Regions from separate parts of the Mus musculus genome. Here all the other regions are linked to region 1. Evidence: chromatin contacts called from public promoter capture Hi-C data. All regions are on one chromosome and are shown on one strand. Each heading gives the region's core, a stretch centred on a gene start, on an enhancer-like site or on the middle of the called end of the contact. The rest is flanking DNA. Distances are from core to core; before and after follow the strand shown. Region 1 holds the start of Tbpl1 (TATA box binding protein-like 1). Region 2 holds the start of Adat2 (adenosine deaminase, tRNA-specific 2). Region 3 holds the start of Vta1 (vesicle (multivesicular body) trafficking 1). Region 4 holds the start of Trmt11 (tRNA methyltransferase 11).

Region 1 (3,528 bases), core at 352-2,851:
TCATTAATCTTCAACTGTATGAAAAGCCTTGCTCCTACTGACCATAAAAATGTTATCACCGTAGAACGTAACCTTTCCGGACCACAGACATACTTCACTTACTGATGGGAAGTTCAGTTTTGTTTTGTTTTTTGAGACACGTACTATTATACCCCTAAGCAGGCCTTGGACTCACGTTCTCCTGCCTCAGCCTCCCAGAGGCTGGGATCCCAGGCATGTGCCACCACACCCAACCTAATATGGTTTAGCAAAGTATAAAACCAGTGGTCTGTGATGCAAGGCTTTAGAACACAAACTGATGAATATTTCACGGGGCGTATCCAAACCCTAAATAATTCTTTCAATCAGACAGTGCTAAAAGTCACTTCTTGATTTGAACGGACTGCTGTTTTCTCAAACTTGGAAAGAGACTGCAAATTCTAGCCAGAAGATTGAATGCCCTCCTTATTTACATTTCCCTTTTTCAATTACCTAAGGGAATCTGTTATGGCTTCACACACAAGTCGCAATTCTAAGCCATTCTTCTTAACCACAAGTATGCCAAGCTCACACTAGTCACTGCCAGTCTCGCTCTGCAGGTGACAGATGCAGTAAAGCTCACAGATGTGGACTGGCTGCAGCTTGACACTCGGTGCAATGTACACCCTGGCAGAGCCTGCAGATGCACAGCTAGCTCAGCAAAGGGAGTGTTTTCTATTTCAGTCATTTCCCATTTTATATACTTCTAGGACCCGTCCAGACGATTATGAAGCGATTACCGCCCCCCACCTTCCCACCTCTCATCCCTGCTCAACCCTATTCACAATTCATTTCTATCTTCCCGCGTTCCAGATCCTTCTTGCCGAAGCTTAATTCGGCCACTACTATTATTATAGAGTGGGGCTCCCGGCAAGTGCCAGAAGCGAGAGGCGCCGGCGCCGCTATTTAGGGGAGCCTTCGCGCAGCTGCTCCAAGTTTTCCGAGAAGCCACCGACCCCTCGCTTAGTGTCACGGTCCCTCTTTCCCCCGGGAGCGGGCTCCAGAACCCGGTCCATCCCTGCCCGCCTTCCACCGCGAGGCAGGCGCGCCCCACCCCCACCCCGTTATCCCTACTGGGATGCCCGAGCCGCTTGGCCCGTCCTCTCCACTAGCCGGTGGCCCGCGGCGCTCCCGTGCTCGGGTCCCCGCCTCGCACAGCTTCCCCGCAGCCCAACCGGCGCGGAGACGCCCCGCGGCAGCTCCAGGCCCCGCGGGCCCCGCACCCCCATCCCCGGACCGCCGACGGGGTTACCGTGGGAAGACGGGGCGGTCGTAAAGGACACGGCGGCAGCGCTGCTGCTGGTTGCGTCGGACGCGGAGAAGAAGCTGGAGGACAAGGATGAAGATAAAACGGGTCCGCTCCCCAGTCTCCATGGAACTCCCGCCCAGGCCCGTTGCTAGGAGCCCCCCAAGGCTCGAGCTCGGTTTCTCGCTTTGTTGTTCCGGGTACAGGGCGGCCGCCGCTTCCCCCGCGACAATAAATAGACTAGACGCACGGGGGCATAGAGGCGGCACGAGGCGGCTAGAGCGCCGCCGGACCCAGGAGCTCCGGGGATCCCGGCTAGCCACTCACTTCCGGTTCTCGCTGCTCCCCTCTCCGCCCCAACCCCTAGCTCCTTCCGCCTTCCCGAAGCCGCTGGCGAAGTCCTCCTCCTGCCCGCGGGCTGGGCGAGGCGGAAGTGGCCGGAGGGCGCTGGGTACCCGGGCTGCGCTTCCCTGAGCTCGCCCGCCCGGGGTGGATTTGAAGCCCCCGGTTTATTTTCCAGCTCCTCGTTGGCGAGCAGCATGACACAAATGGGCTTTCATTTTCCTGTAAACCAGAACTGTGCCTGGCACCCAACCGCCTGTACCGACGAGCTCAGCTAGCAGCCACTGGGCCCTTAGTCGTGACCCCGGGGTGACGGGGATCCCGGCCTTACTCATCGAGGGCCCCCGGCGGCGTGGCGGGAGCAACAGGGCTAGCAGGACGCTGGCGACGCACACTCGCTGGCTTGAACGGCCGCACCGGGCGGAGTGCGCCCTCGGGATGGCTTGGGCCGTGCTGCCCGAGGAGCGAGGCTCATAACGGCCGGAGCGCAGCCGCCCGCGCGACCCAGCTCTTGCCCTTGTGGGCTCGCTCTGGCCGGTGGTGGAGGCCAGCGGGTTAAAGGTCACGTGAGCCGTTTCCTTAGGTGGCTTGGCCTCTGACTGGAGCCACTTGGCCTTTTGAGAATGACTTAGACTGTCATCACAGGGTTTAGACGTGCACACCTAGTAGGGAAGTTTAAGTATTTGAGGGATAGCCAAGGATGCCTCTTTATCTCTCCTCCCTACTCTTAAAGTGTGAAAACGCGCGCACAACACACACACACACACACACACACACACACAGCGCACTCGAACGTTTTAAAGCCCTGAAGGACAGATTTGCTTCAGTTCTCACTTTTATTTATTTATTTTTTTGAGCAATATTAAATAGGTGTACTTTGTGTGGGATAGGACGAACAAGAAGCTGGGTGAGAAAGTCATGCCTATGGTGACTGATTTTGACAGATTTAGAAGGGATGGCCCTGAGAGGAGAGGAAAAGAGGATGTTGTGGTCTGGCTACACTGGGGCTGGCTACACTGGGGCGTGGAGGTGTTAATAGGAATAGGGCATGGCGAGTATAGCTAGGAGAAAGTGACAAGATAAAGTTGGAGGGGAACGAAGACCCAAACTCATCTGCACCTTGCAGACAGGAGTTTGGATTCTCTCCCAAATGGAGAGCAACGGGGTATGGTTTAAAAAACAACAACAAAAAAAAAAAAAACAAAAAAAAAACAAAAAACAAAAAACCGATAACCAGAAAAAGCTCTATTTTTAGGGGCTACTGCCCTGTTTAGAAGGCAATTTTACAACAATGGCGACTGATTCTAAGGTCTTTGATACTTTCCTTCAGGCAGCCCAGCAGGATACCTGGAAAGTGCCCTCTACTTTGGGCTGCCTTTTGTTATAGCCAAGGAGCCTTCCTTATAGAATTGGATATAGTTGGCTTGCAAGTTCCACTTGCTGTGGTGCTGGTTTTGATTGTTAGCTGATTGGATTATTCTTTCACCCTAGATGATTAGTAAAGTGCACTTTTAAGTGTTCTCTGCGATGATAGCACCTTCAGAGACAACTGGATTGCTCTCAGTAGAGCCATTACAGTATGACAGCATTGTTACATGGAAATGAAAGGTAGGTGAGGCCCGCTGGGAAGAAGTAGGTCATGGGTGTGTCTTTAGCTGACATTGCTTGCCCTGATCCCTGCTTTCCCATTTCTTCCTGGAGGGTGATGGGAACTCTTGCTCCATGAACTACTAGCCATGATGGACTGGTACCTTAAACTAAACATCTTACTAACACTGTAGCACTGACAGCTAAAGAGGCAAGAGTTTTAGTTGACTTCACTGTAAAGTGGCCGTTCTCAACCTTCCTAATGCTGAGACCCTTTAATACAGTTCCTTATGTTGTGGTGACCCCCAACCAAAACATTATTTTCACTGCTATTG
Region 2 (3,528 bases), core at 602-3,101, 9.2 Mb before region 1:
TTACCTGCCTCTGCCTTCCAAGTGCTGGGATTAAAGGTGTGCACCATCACTGCCCCGCTCAGGTTCAACTCTTTTTTTTTATTTTCTGAGACAGTGTTTCTCTGTATAGCCCTGGCTGTCCTGGAACTCACTTTGTAGACCAGGCTGGCCTCGAACTCAGAAATCCGCCTGTCTCTGCCTCCGGAGTGCTGGGATTAAAGGCGTGCACCACCACACCCGGCCAGATTCAACTCTTTTAAGACTTTTTGTTTTGCTAAAAAAGCAATAGTGCTTCGATTATACCTTTGAATCTCTTCCCCCTCCCTTTTGTTGTTGTTTTGTTTTCTGTTTGTATGTCTTTTGTTTTTTGAGACAGGGTCTCAATATGAAGCTCTGGGTGTTCTGGACCTTACCTCCAACTCAGAGAGCTGCCTGTCTCTGCTTCCGAGTGCTGGGATTAAGAGTGTGTGCCACCACACCCAGTTTTTTCCTTCCTCTTCATCTCCAAATATAAAACTCTCAATATCGTTTCAAAAAAAACCTATTACTATATGCATATACTCTTTAATTTCTCCTATGATTATTTCTGATCTGCCATTAAGTATTTCATAAACTGTAAGGGTTAGGCTTTTCCCTCTGAAATTGCTAGAGACAATTTTCTTCCCTTAGGTAGAGCAAAAATTTTTCTTTATACGTCTTCCATGACAACTTTATCTTTAGCATATGTATTCTATAATATTGGTACAATTTATATACCTTAGATATTAGAGACTGGAGGTAATATAAAACACATTGTATCTATAAAGTATTTCCTATAAAATATGAACTATTATTCATTTGTGCTATACCTCAGAGATATGCAGAATGTGGTTACTGTTTTACAAATGTCCTAATATTTTAAGTCATATTATGATATATTTATACACACACACACATAGATCAGAGGATAGTGGTAACAGTTCTTAAAACTCAAGTTTTAAAAATTCTTTTAAACTCCCTTTTTGTGTTGTTCAAAAGATTCCCTTCTTAAAATCCCATAATTATTAACTGAGGGTTGTCTTTCCAAGACAAAGGGTTTAAAGCAGTGTGTGTGTGTGTGTGTGTGTGTGTTGCTCCTTCCCTGGGACCCAATGCAGTCAGCCTAGGCAAGCACTCTACCACAAAGTTACAATTCCAGCATCAAGATTTTTATCCTGTTTCTAACTTTCCTCTCAGCCAGTGAACTCAACTATATCACCAAAATGGATCATGACCACAACCTTGCCAGTCCTGACAACACTGCAGAATAAGCACTGTGTTGATATATAGTTTGTACTTTACAATTGGAGAACAGAAATTATCTGCTGTATATTTTACAGCAACATGCTGTTTTCGGTTTACCTTTAAACACCACCTCAAAGAGCAGACTTAAGATAATGGCCCTAGAATATTTCGAAACTCGTGTGAAAGGTTGAAAGCAGAGTTGACAAACAGAATGAAAATCTAACAGGAAAGCAAAAGAAGAAAATTGGAAGGCAAATGTATCTATCTATACGAGAATAGTGCTTTGAAAAGAAACTTCATTGGGGTAGACTCTTGAAGGCCCATGGGGAGAAAAAGGACGGGGGCAGAGTGAGGGGCAAAGGGCACAGAGATCCAGATAAAAGAACTTTAGAGGTTCTTCTTTGACGGTTGAGCCAATCCCTTCGACAAATCCCAGTTTGGTATCAGTGGGCCCTGCCTGTTTTTATAAGTCACCTCTGTCACTCCTTTCTGCCAATGGCCCCTTCTAAAAAGCATGTTGTCACTCACCTCCGAGGACTGTGCCCAGGAAGATGCATTTCTTTTTGTGACGTTTCAGAAAATTCCACATTGATCTCAGCATCTCCAGACCCCGTGTTGTGTGGGTTGCCTAGGGGAGAGGGGCTGGCTCACCGTGTCTTCCGTCCACCTGGCCTGGACCTCCGGCAGCAGCGCGGTGGCGGCGCTAGGTGCTCTCCAGAAACCACAGACGTTTCTCTGAGCAGAGGTTGTGGCTTAAGCGGAGGAAGGGGGCGTGGACTAGAGCGGAGCAGCGACGCTTTCGGTCCCCCAGCCGCCGCTTACTGATCCGGGACGCCTGGGTCCGTCCGCAAATAGCTCCCGGGTGCCTCGTCTTTTCCCGTCCTCCTGGAAGCAAGGTCCGCTCCCGCCGCGTTCCGCTGTCCTCTCTTCTCTCGTCCCTCGGCCCGGAGTCTCTGAGCGGCGGAGGTATGGAGGAGAAGGTGGAGTCCACCACTACTCCAGACGGCCCGTGCGTGGTGTCCGTACAGGAGACGGAAAAGTGGATGGAGGAGGCGATGCGAATGGTGAGGAATCGGGCAGGTGGATGCTGAGAGCGCAAACTTTCTCCCGGCCATATCCTGACCAGAGTAGTTGAGCAAATGTGCCGGGCGCGCTATCTATCATGTCTGAAAATACCTGAAGCAGCAACTTGTTTTATTCTAGGGGGAATTTTTCTTTAGCTTTGTCTCATAGTAATTGGGGTGAAGGGAAAATACAGAAACGGTTCGATTGATGTATTACAGGGAGTCTTATCTGCCGCCTGGGGATGTGTGCTCCCTACCTGCCTATCTTCCTTCCCATGTGGACACATACTTTCAAATCCATAAAGCCACATTATTTTATGGCTTGCTCCCATATAATGGGAGGAAGCTGATGTTTCTGTAAAGGGTCATATCAAAACGTGTCCTGGTACAATCCTCACCGATGATGTGTCTACTCTTTCTACGATACTTTTCTCTGCCCTTGTATTCCCTTCCTTCCTGCGATTCTTATAGATTGCTCATCATGGAGAGCTCTGGTCGTATTTTTACATGTTTTCCCAAGCTTATTACCCATATCGATGTGTGGCAGGGATAGACGTTTGTGGCAGGGATATACATACAAACTATGTATGTATACACAGTTTGATGCTGGGTTTTCATTCTGTGAACATGGAACACCAATTTGTTTACAGCATTGTAAAGGCCTTAAAACTGAGCTCAGCCTTTGGTGTGGGGATATTATTTTTGTTTATTCTTTTACAAAATTAAAATATCTCACCTTTTTATTCTAATGGTTACAGAAGTTCACCTTCATAAGAAATTAAAATCTAGAAGACAGAAACATGTTTTCCACCCCACGCCCCCAGACAAATGGCATAATGCATTCTTTTAATTTTTTAATTAACATCTTTTTTTTTTTTTTTTTTTTTTTTGGTCATCTTTCTCAGAGCTCGGGGTGGGAAGAAGAGAGCCTTTGTTCATCAGTTGTCGAGTTGAGAATTTGTTGGTTTAAGGAAGATCAAGTCACCATTTCAGTGGCAGAGCTTTGGCCTCTTCCAAAGAAGGCCAGCTTCTTAAGTTCAAATCCATCTAAACAGTTAGACCTATTTGACTCAACTCTTTTGCATTTGTGACAAAGGGAAGGGACAGACTGGAAGAAATGGGAGGGGCAATGGAAAGTCTGAGACTGGGTGGAGTGTTGTGGATTTTCAGCCTCAAGCTTTGAACTTGTCCATAGAGGAAATGCATGCACATTTGCATGTAT
Region 3 (3,528 bases), core at 292-2,791, 8.0 Mb before region 1:
GCAGGAATGACCACAATGACACAGGAAGGAAAAGATCCTGGGTAGTGACAAAGGTGCACAGTTACAGGTTCATGAATAAGGATTGGCTTAGAGGGAAACAAAGGGCCCTGGTTCACAGTCCAGAGCCAGCCTCTTTGTTGTATCCAACTTCTCTCTGGCTCTATACTCTCCAAATCCTCACTCCTCCTCTTTTAAACTTCTCTGTGGACCTTCAGACTTTTGTTCCTTTTAAAGGTATATTCTTCAGCAATTGTGCACAAAGGTCTGGCTTCCATTGTCAACTGAGCAATGTGTTTCTGAACACAGGAAAATGAGGTCCCCTCTACAGTACTGTGGCACTTCTATGCCCGTTCCTGAAATTATAAAATGCGTACTGTTCAAACGCCCCTCCTCTCAGTAGTCCTAGGACCACAGGAGCTGGGTTTTAGTTTTTTTTTCCCAGTACTTAGGAATGCTCGTCAATAGGTAAAAAGGCTCAATAATTAGGATATGTTTGAAGATCATCAAAAGAACAAGAATGGTGGGAACAATACTGGTATGATTTTTATAAAAATGAAGTATAGCCACCGAGTGGCTTGCAGAAGAGGTGGGAATTCAGATCATAAATCAAGTGGAGAATGGCAATTATTGGTGGTGGTAGGGGGACATCCATGCACATTTGAGAAATGAGGTACATACATGTCCACAAGGGAAGGCTTGACTTGGTCCAGATTTTTGCTAACAATGTCCACAACAGAGGACACATCATTTCTGTATTCTGAAAGTTCTTTAGAAACTCAGAGTACAGTCATTTCTTGCAACAAAGATAGGAGTATAATATTCAAATCATAGTTTACATAAAACTACTAGTCCTATCCACTTCACCAACTCTGCATGTCTGAACGGAGTTCAAACTGTGTCCTCTTCAGTAGTATATACATCTCAAACTAGGAATATTGGCATTAAACTTCTTAACTTTCAGGATAGCTAAAGGATGACTCCAAATTCTTACTGGTGGTAATGAGGAGTACGGAAAACAAGTCAAGAACAGTCAAATTCAAATTTTCAGTAGTAGCCACTGTCCACTGAACCGTCTGAGTTTCGGAAGGGACCTGAAAGCTCTCGTGATTAATGCACAGCTTTCGTTATGTTTTCTGTTAGTCTCCCTTCCCACCCATCTCTGGGAAACCTATGACTATCGAGGTTCTCATTCCCAGAAGAAAGAACAGCCGGGAGGCGTGTCCGAGGCTCTAAGCTGGAGAGACGGGGGTCCGGGTGTGGAGGGAGTCTAGTACTTGGGGTCCTCCTGGCCGAGCCAGAGGTCAAGGCTCAGGTCTGAAGCCAGGGGGCGGGGCGGGCCTCAAGAGCGGAGGGAGGCGCGGGGCGCAACCGGGCGGGAGAACGGGGACTCGGAGGGACTCACAGTAGTAGGCCACCACGGGGTCCCGCTTGTCATGCTCCTGCGCCGTTCTCAAATGGTGCTGTATGCTCTTAAACTGCGCGGGCAGCGGCGGCAGAGGGGCCAGCGCGGCCATCTCCACTCCCGGAAGCGCTACTTCCTACTCGCCGGTCACAGATACTTCCGCTTCCGCCTCCGAGCGGGCAATTCTCACCCACGCATCCGTTGCTGAGACGCTTGTCCGCGACGGGTGCCCGAAGGAGACAAACTTACTGCCTGGTTTAAGGCAGTTATTATTTGGAGAATGAGAGTCTCCTGTGTCGCACACGGCTCCAGCGCTCTCTGCTGGTAAGCGGAGATAGAGGTTTTAAATTTAACTTTTGTTTTTGTTTGTTTGTTTGCATGGAATGAATGAAAGAGAAGAAAGGGGAAAATAACGTAAAGGACTTTAACTGCGAGAAAGGAAAACTTCCCCTCCCCTCTCTTTATCTCATGCGTGTGTGTTTTGTTGGGAATATTCTGGCAAGCGTATATACTACTAAGCTACCTTCTCAGCTTTCAAATTTTCCTTCCCTTCCCTCCCTCCCTCCCTCCCTCCCTCCCTCCCTCCCTCCCTCCCTCCCTCCCTCCCTCCCTCCCTCACTCTCTCCCTTGTCTTTATTTTTATGAGACTGGGTCTCACTAAATTGCCAAACTAAGCTTTGGACTTGAAATCCTTTACCCAGGGCTTCCCAGTTAGTAGAGATTACAGACATATGCATATAGATGGGCCACAGTGGGTTTTTTTTTTTTTTTGGTGGGGGGGGGGGAGGGTGGGGTGGAGTGGGGGGTGGAGGTGTCATTAGTTTTAACAGAGAAAATGATCACAAAATAAAAATTTATACATTCACACACACAGAAGTACACGTTATAGCCTTTCTAGAAACTGTAAAGAGATACTGAAAACATGTACTTAAAGGAGATTGGAACTGGAAACAACCATTGCTTTTAGTTTAGAAGTTTTAAATTCTTATATGAGAAACACTATGTTTAAATACTAGATTAAAATTTGCATGTCCAAATACTGGACTGAATAGACAGTCCTTTTCAAACTTGAAAGGTAAACACATGCGAACTAATAAGAATTGAATACTTTCTCTGATATGGCTAGTGCTTGTTTTAGTGAACTATGCGAGTTGATTAGTGGAGGAAGATGATGAACATTAGGAAAGTATTAGTCTGTCTTACTACTTGACAAGATAGAGTCCAGGAGAGTCTGCACTTCTGACTTTATAGCACACCCCACCTTTTCTTTATAGCAGTGATATTTATTTATTTATTTATTTATTTATTTATCTATTGCCACCTCTCCATTGCATAGTATCATCCTTAAGGACTTACATTTCATTTGAACTTTCCTGTATTTTTTTTCTTTTTGTTTGGGTTTTATTTGTTTGTTTGTTTTTTGTTTTGTTTTTTTGAGATAGGGTTTCTCTGTATAGCCCTGGCTGTTTTGGAACTCACTTTGTAGACCAGGCTGGCCTCAAACTCAGAAATCTACCTGCCTCTGCCTCTCAAGTGCTGGGATTAAAGGCGTGCCCCACCACCGCCCGGCTGAACTTTCCTGTTTTTTCAACGCCAATATTGGTATATAGTGTTTGCCTTATGTGGTTTACCACCAGAGTAACACTAGTATCACTGAATGAAAATGGTAGTGTTGCTTCCCTTTTTATACATGGAATGGCTTGAGACGTATTGCTATAGGTTCTTCCATAAAGATTCACTAAAATTCAATAGTGTCAGGCATGGTGGTGCATACCTTTAATCCCAGCATTCTGAAGGCAGAGGTAGGTGAATCTCTGGGGTCTAGGAAAATATAGTCTTCAGAGGGAATTCCAGGACAGCCAGGAACTTGTCTTGGGGGAGTGGAGGGACATCTAGTAGTAAACATTACTAGCTTATTCATTCATTCATTCATTCATTCATTCATTCTTGCTTTGTGGACAAACTTTTGAAAAAATATTGCTTCATTTTAATTTCTGGTTGCGAAATTTTTAAGTTGTCTAATTTTTTTTGCCTTTATTCATTCATTTATTTTAAACTCAGCAAGGGCTCATTTTGATTAGAAGAAATCTATCATTGCTATATCCTGTTACAGTAATTAAAATCTG
Region 4 (3,528 bases), core at 472-2,971, 7.9 Mb after region 1:
AGGAGGGAGTGATACCATCACTTCCTACTCCAAATCACAAACAATGGGAGATGTGAGCAACAAATGCCACCTCTAGTTCTCTTTGGGTATGTATGCATCAAGTTGTTTCTTGTACTAGAAGGTGTTTGGTTTTAGCAAGAATTGGGGGTGAATGGTGAAAATAAATTGCATGGATATCCCAGAATGAAAAGATGTGTAAGAGGTGGGGACAGAACCTCCATCTTAGCCACAAAACACATACACTCACTCCTACTCATCCCCGTAAGGAGGAGGAAACCTCTGTCCTTATGTCTGACATGTTGCATGTCTCCTGCCAGTTTTCCTTTAATGTCCAAGCTTCCAAGCATCTGTACTTGGCCTAGCACTTTTTTTTTAAAACCTGTGGGTACACTCACAAAAGTAAGGGAGGCCTTGTGCCAACGGAGGCCAGAAGTGTAGGCACCCCTGGAGCTGGGGTTACCAATGGCTGTAGGCAGTATCCTGACACAGCTGCTGGGCGCCAAATTCAGGTCCTCTGGAAGAGCAGTGTTCGTAACCAGTGAGCCAACTCTCCAGTTCCAGTGTCTCACCACTCTTTAAACATGAAGTTGAAGAAATCTCATCCTTTCCAGGTTTTCTTACGCAGAAAAATGAAATGCTTATCACAATCTAGATTTGTTCTCACCTCCTACATTGCCACTCTATCCTGTTCTCTTACTGCTGACACTAGATTAGTTTCTTAATCATTTAATATTCCAACAGATTCTTATTAACTCCAGTCTTATTGCTCTCGAGTCCTTCCTTCATTTTACTTTCTATTAAAAAACAATCTAATTCTGCCTCTTTACTTTTAAACTGTTTAATTCCTCTTCCAAGCTATAGTGTCCTCAAGTCTGTTTTCTCTGGTCCATCAGCCTACTTCTCTCTCTTTACCACTCTGCTACGTAGCTGGTGACGAGCAACGAACAACAGTTTATACTTCTAATGGACTTATTTCCTTGGCCCCGGTAACTAATACTGTAGCTCATATGTCACCCCCACCTTGAAAGGCAACATCCTTCATTCATCAATGGACAAAGATTCCCTTTTTAAAAGGCCCCCATACTTTAAAGGTTCCCACTAAGAACCCTCCATCATTGCACTTCACAAAGTTATGGCTATGCTCTCGCGTCCGCTAGTCCTGAGCCTAAGTAAACATTACGCTCTTTAAGGGCAGAGCTGTCAGTCAGCGCATCCTTGCCGTTCGGTGCACGCGACTTCAGGCGCTGTAGAAAATGTCACTTGAGTAAATAAAAAAGCTTCCCCCTCCCCAACTTTATTAAGTTCCACCCCAAGCCTTCCATCATGCCTGAACCTATATCGACACTCCTCACACTCCACCGAGAGCCCCCATGGATGTCTCCATTCTGCGTCGGGTCAGGTTCACCTGCTTAACTGCGGCGCCAGGAGCACGTGCAGAGGGGTGAATGGCAAGGCTCCGTCCTGGAGAAAGGCTGCCGGGGACATGGTCCGCCCAGCGGCCTCATCCCCGCCCCAATCCAGGCGCGCGCCGCTGCCCGCAGAGACCCCCCCCCCCCCCAGCCGGCGCGTGAGGAGTGCGAGCCTCTGCGCCCAGCACCCAGGACGGCTCACCGGTAAGCGGAACTCCAGATGCTCCTGTGCCATGAGCAAGAGATAGCGATTCAAGGAGCCCGGCAGCGCCATTGCAGCTACTACCGTGCGCCTGCGCGGCCTCCACGGGCCCGCCCCCTCCTCCTCCTCCCTAGAGCCAAGTTTCCGCCGAGCCTCATCCCGGAGCCGGAAACGGAAGCACGACAAGGAACACTGGCGGGTGGCACTTTCTAGGAAGGGGCGCTAAGGGCAAGAGTGAGATCCTGGTGTTCCCACCGTCTGTGGCTACCCTAGCACGCTCCCCTTGTGAGATGCATTGTTTTAAGAGGCAGGCTGCAGTGATCCCGCGCAGTTCCCCAGGGATACTCCACTTGGAGTGTTCTTCTGACTCCTCCCTCTGTTCTTCAGCTCAAAACTGGACCAAAACTTCACTGTTAAGTGTAGACTCTTAATCGTTCGAGATTCAGCCTCACCTGCTTGAACACTGAGTGTACTTTTAGTGATTTTGCAAAAATTTTTCAAGAGCTGTCAAGGACCCATCTCGGGTTGCTCTGTATGGAAACAAACAAACAAACAAAAGCCTTCCTCAGACTTGCACTCCGTAATTATGCTATGTTGTTCCAGGCACACAGTAAATCCACAGCCAGTGGTAGATTAAAAACATTGGTGAAAGTTACCCTAATTACTCAGATGGGCCTAATACCATAACAGTTTGCAAGAGACATGGCTACCTATACATAAGCTCGACAAGTATCATTTCTGCTCAAAGTACTGAACCCTTTGTACTGCTGAGGCCTGTATTTTTGGGTTTTGTGTTCCACCTTGGTAATGCACAGCATATACAAGTATCCTGTGCCAGAAATATAGTTGATGCTTATTGGTAGTGATCAAGACAGCCAGCACACAGACAGTGGTGACCCTTGTTACCCAAACCTCAGTTCCATTTATTATCCCTATGCTCTCAGCGAATTTTGTAACATCTGTGAGCTTCAATATTCTTTTAAGAACTGGAGTATTGCATCCTACAGATAATAGCTATAAGTACTAGGTGTTACAATATTCAAACTTCAACGTATACTCTATTGCATGGGACCAATAAATAGCATTGGGAAATGTTTTTTGTTGTTTTAAATGAGAATTTCTGCTTTTTTTTTTTAAAGAGAGATTTGCCTTTGTTAGTGTTGTTAAAAATCCTTTCACTGAGGACAATGTAAGCAACAGCAACCATGTCTACCAAAATCCCAAGAACAAAACAAGGCACATTATCACCAAAGTTCACTCCAATGAGCAATGAGTTTATTGGGTTTCCTTCTAGAGAATCGATGAGGACTCACTCACCTGGCTATGGGCACTCCTACCCTAACAGGATACACCTGAAAAGCTTTACCCAGCAGTGAGATGGGCCAAGGAGATGGATAGACGTTGACTTCCCAGCATTCCCACTCTCTAGTGTAGTACCTACAAACCAGCTACAAGGACTTTCTGTTGGATCTATCTGCCTTTCTGGGTTCTGACTCTGAAGGAAGTACTACTATAATCACAAGAGCCAAATCCTTAACACTATCGAGCCCCTCTCCTTGAACCCCGCCCTCCTCCCCCCCCCCCCCCCCCGTCAAAATAAAAATCATTCTGATAATTAAAAGGTAAGTTATTTTAGTTGTTAGAATAATACTCAAAAATGTAAGAACACTTTTACAAACGACTACATAAATGAAAATTCAGTAAAATATTAAGTTAATTTTTGTTTAAACTAGTTTTCATATATTCCAGACTGACCTAAAACTGTCAAGCTCTTCACCCCTCCCCCTCCTGAGAGTTGAAATTATAGGCCTATGCACAACACCTAGTTTAGGATTTCTCTTCATTTGCATTTATGAAACTTGACTAGAAAACTAACACAGATATGCAGTTATTGCTGGACTTTATAACTGACCATAT

What was found. Promoter capture Hi-C pulls out the DNA fragments that hold promoters and counts their contacts.
Region 2: a promoter capture Hi-C map of liver shows a contact between it and region 1, with 6 times the contacts expected there. The contact joins the promoter of Adat2 here to the promoter of Tbpl1 in region 1. A contact is called at or near these places in 2 of 39 promoter capture datasets (liver and pre-B cells) and 1 of 484 Hi-C or Micro-C datasets (CD8 T cells).
Region 3: a contact with region 1 is called in a promoter capture Hi-C map of pre-B cells, with 7 times the contacts expected there. The contact joins the promoter of Vta1 here to the promoter of Tbpl1 in region 1. A contact is called at or near these places in 2 of 39 promoter capture datasets (liver and pre-B cells) and 2 of 484 Hi-C or Micro-C datasets (CD8 T cells and pre-B cells).
Region 4: a contact with region 1 is called in a promoter capture Hi-C map of liver, with 5 times the contacts expected there. The contact joins the promoter of Trmt11 here to the promoter of Tbpl1 in region 1. A contact is called at or near these places in 2 of 39 promoter capture datasets (liver and pre-B cells).

Annotation. Positions count from the first base shown.
Region 1 is chr10:22,729,846-22,733,373 of GRCm38.p6, forward strand. Tbpl1 (TATA box binding protein-like 1) reads right to left here and starts at 1,602. Exons shown (of 7, transcript NM_011603.5): 1 at 1,271-1,602.
Region 2 is chr10:13,551,056-13,554,583 of GRCm38.p6, forward strand. It overlaps Adat2 (adenosine deaminase, tRNA-specific 2), which reads left to right and starts at 1,852. Exons shown (of 6, transcript NM_025748.4): 1 at 1,852-2,306. The coding sequence starts at 2,211. It overlaps Pex3 (peroxisomal biogenesis factor 3), which reads right to left and starts at 2,087. Exons shown (of 12, transcript NM_019961.3): 1 at 1,771-2,087. The coding sequence starts at 1,843.
Region 3 is chr10:14,703,948-14,707,475 of GRCm38.p6, forward strand. Vta1 (vesicle (multivesicular body) trafficking 1) reads right to left here and starts at 1,542. Exons shown (of 8, transcript NM_025418.3): 1 at 1,403-1,542. The coding sequence starts at 1,514. 1700016L04Rik (RIKEN cDNA 1700016L04 gene) reads left to right here and starts at 1,662. Exons shown (of 6, transcript NR_045824.1): 1 at 1,662-1,726.
Region 4 is chr10:30,598,979-30,602,506 of GRCm38.p6, forward strand. Trmt11 (tRNA methyltransferase 11) reads right to left here and starts at 1,722. Exons shown (of 13, transcript NM_028604.3): 1 at 1,612-1,722. The coding sequence starts at 1,683.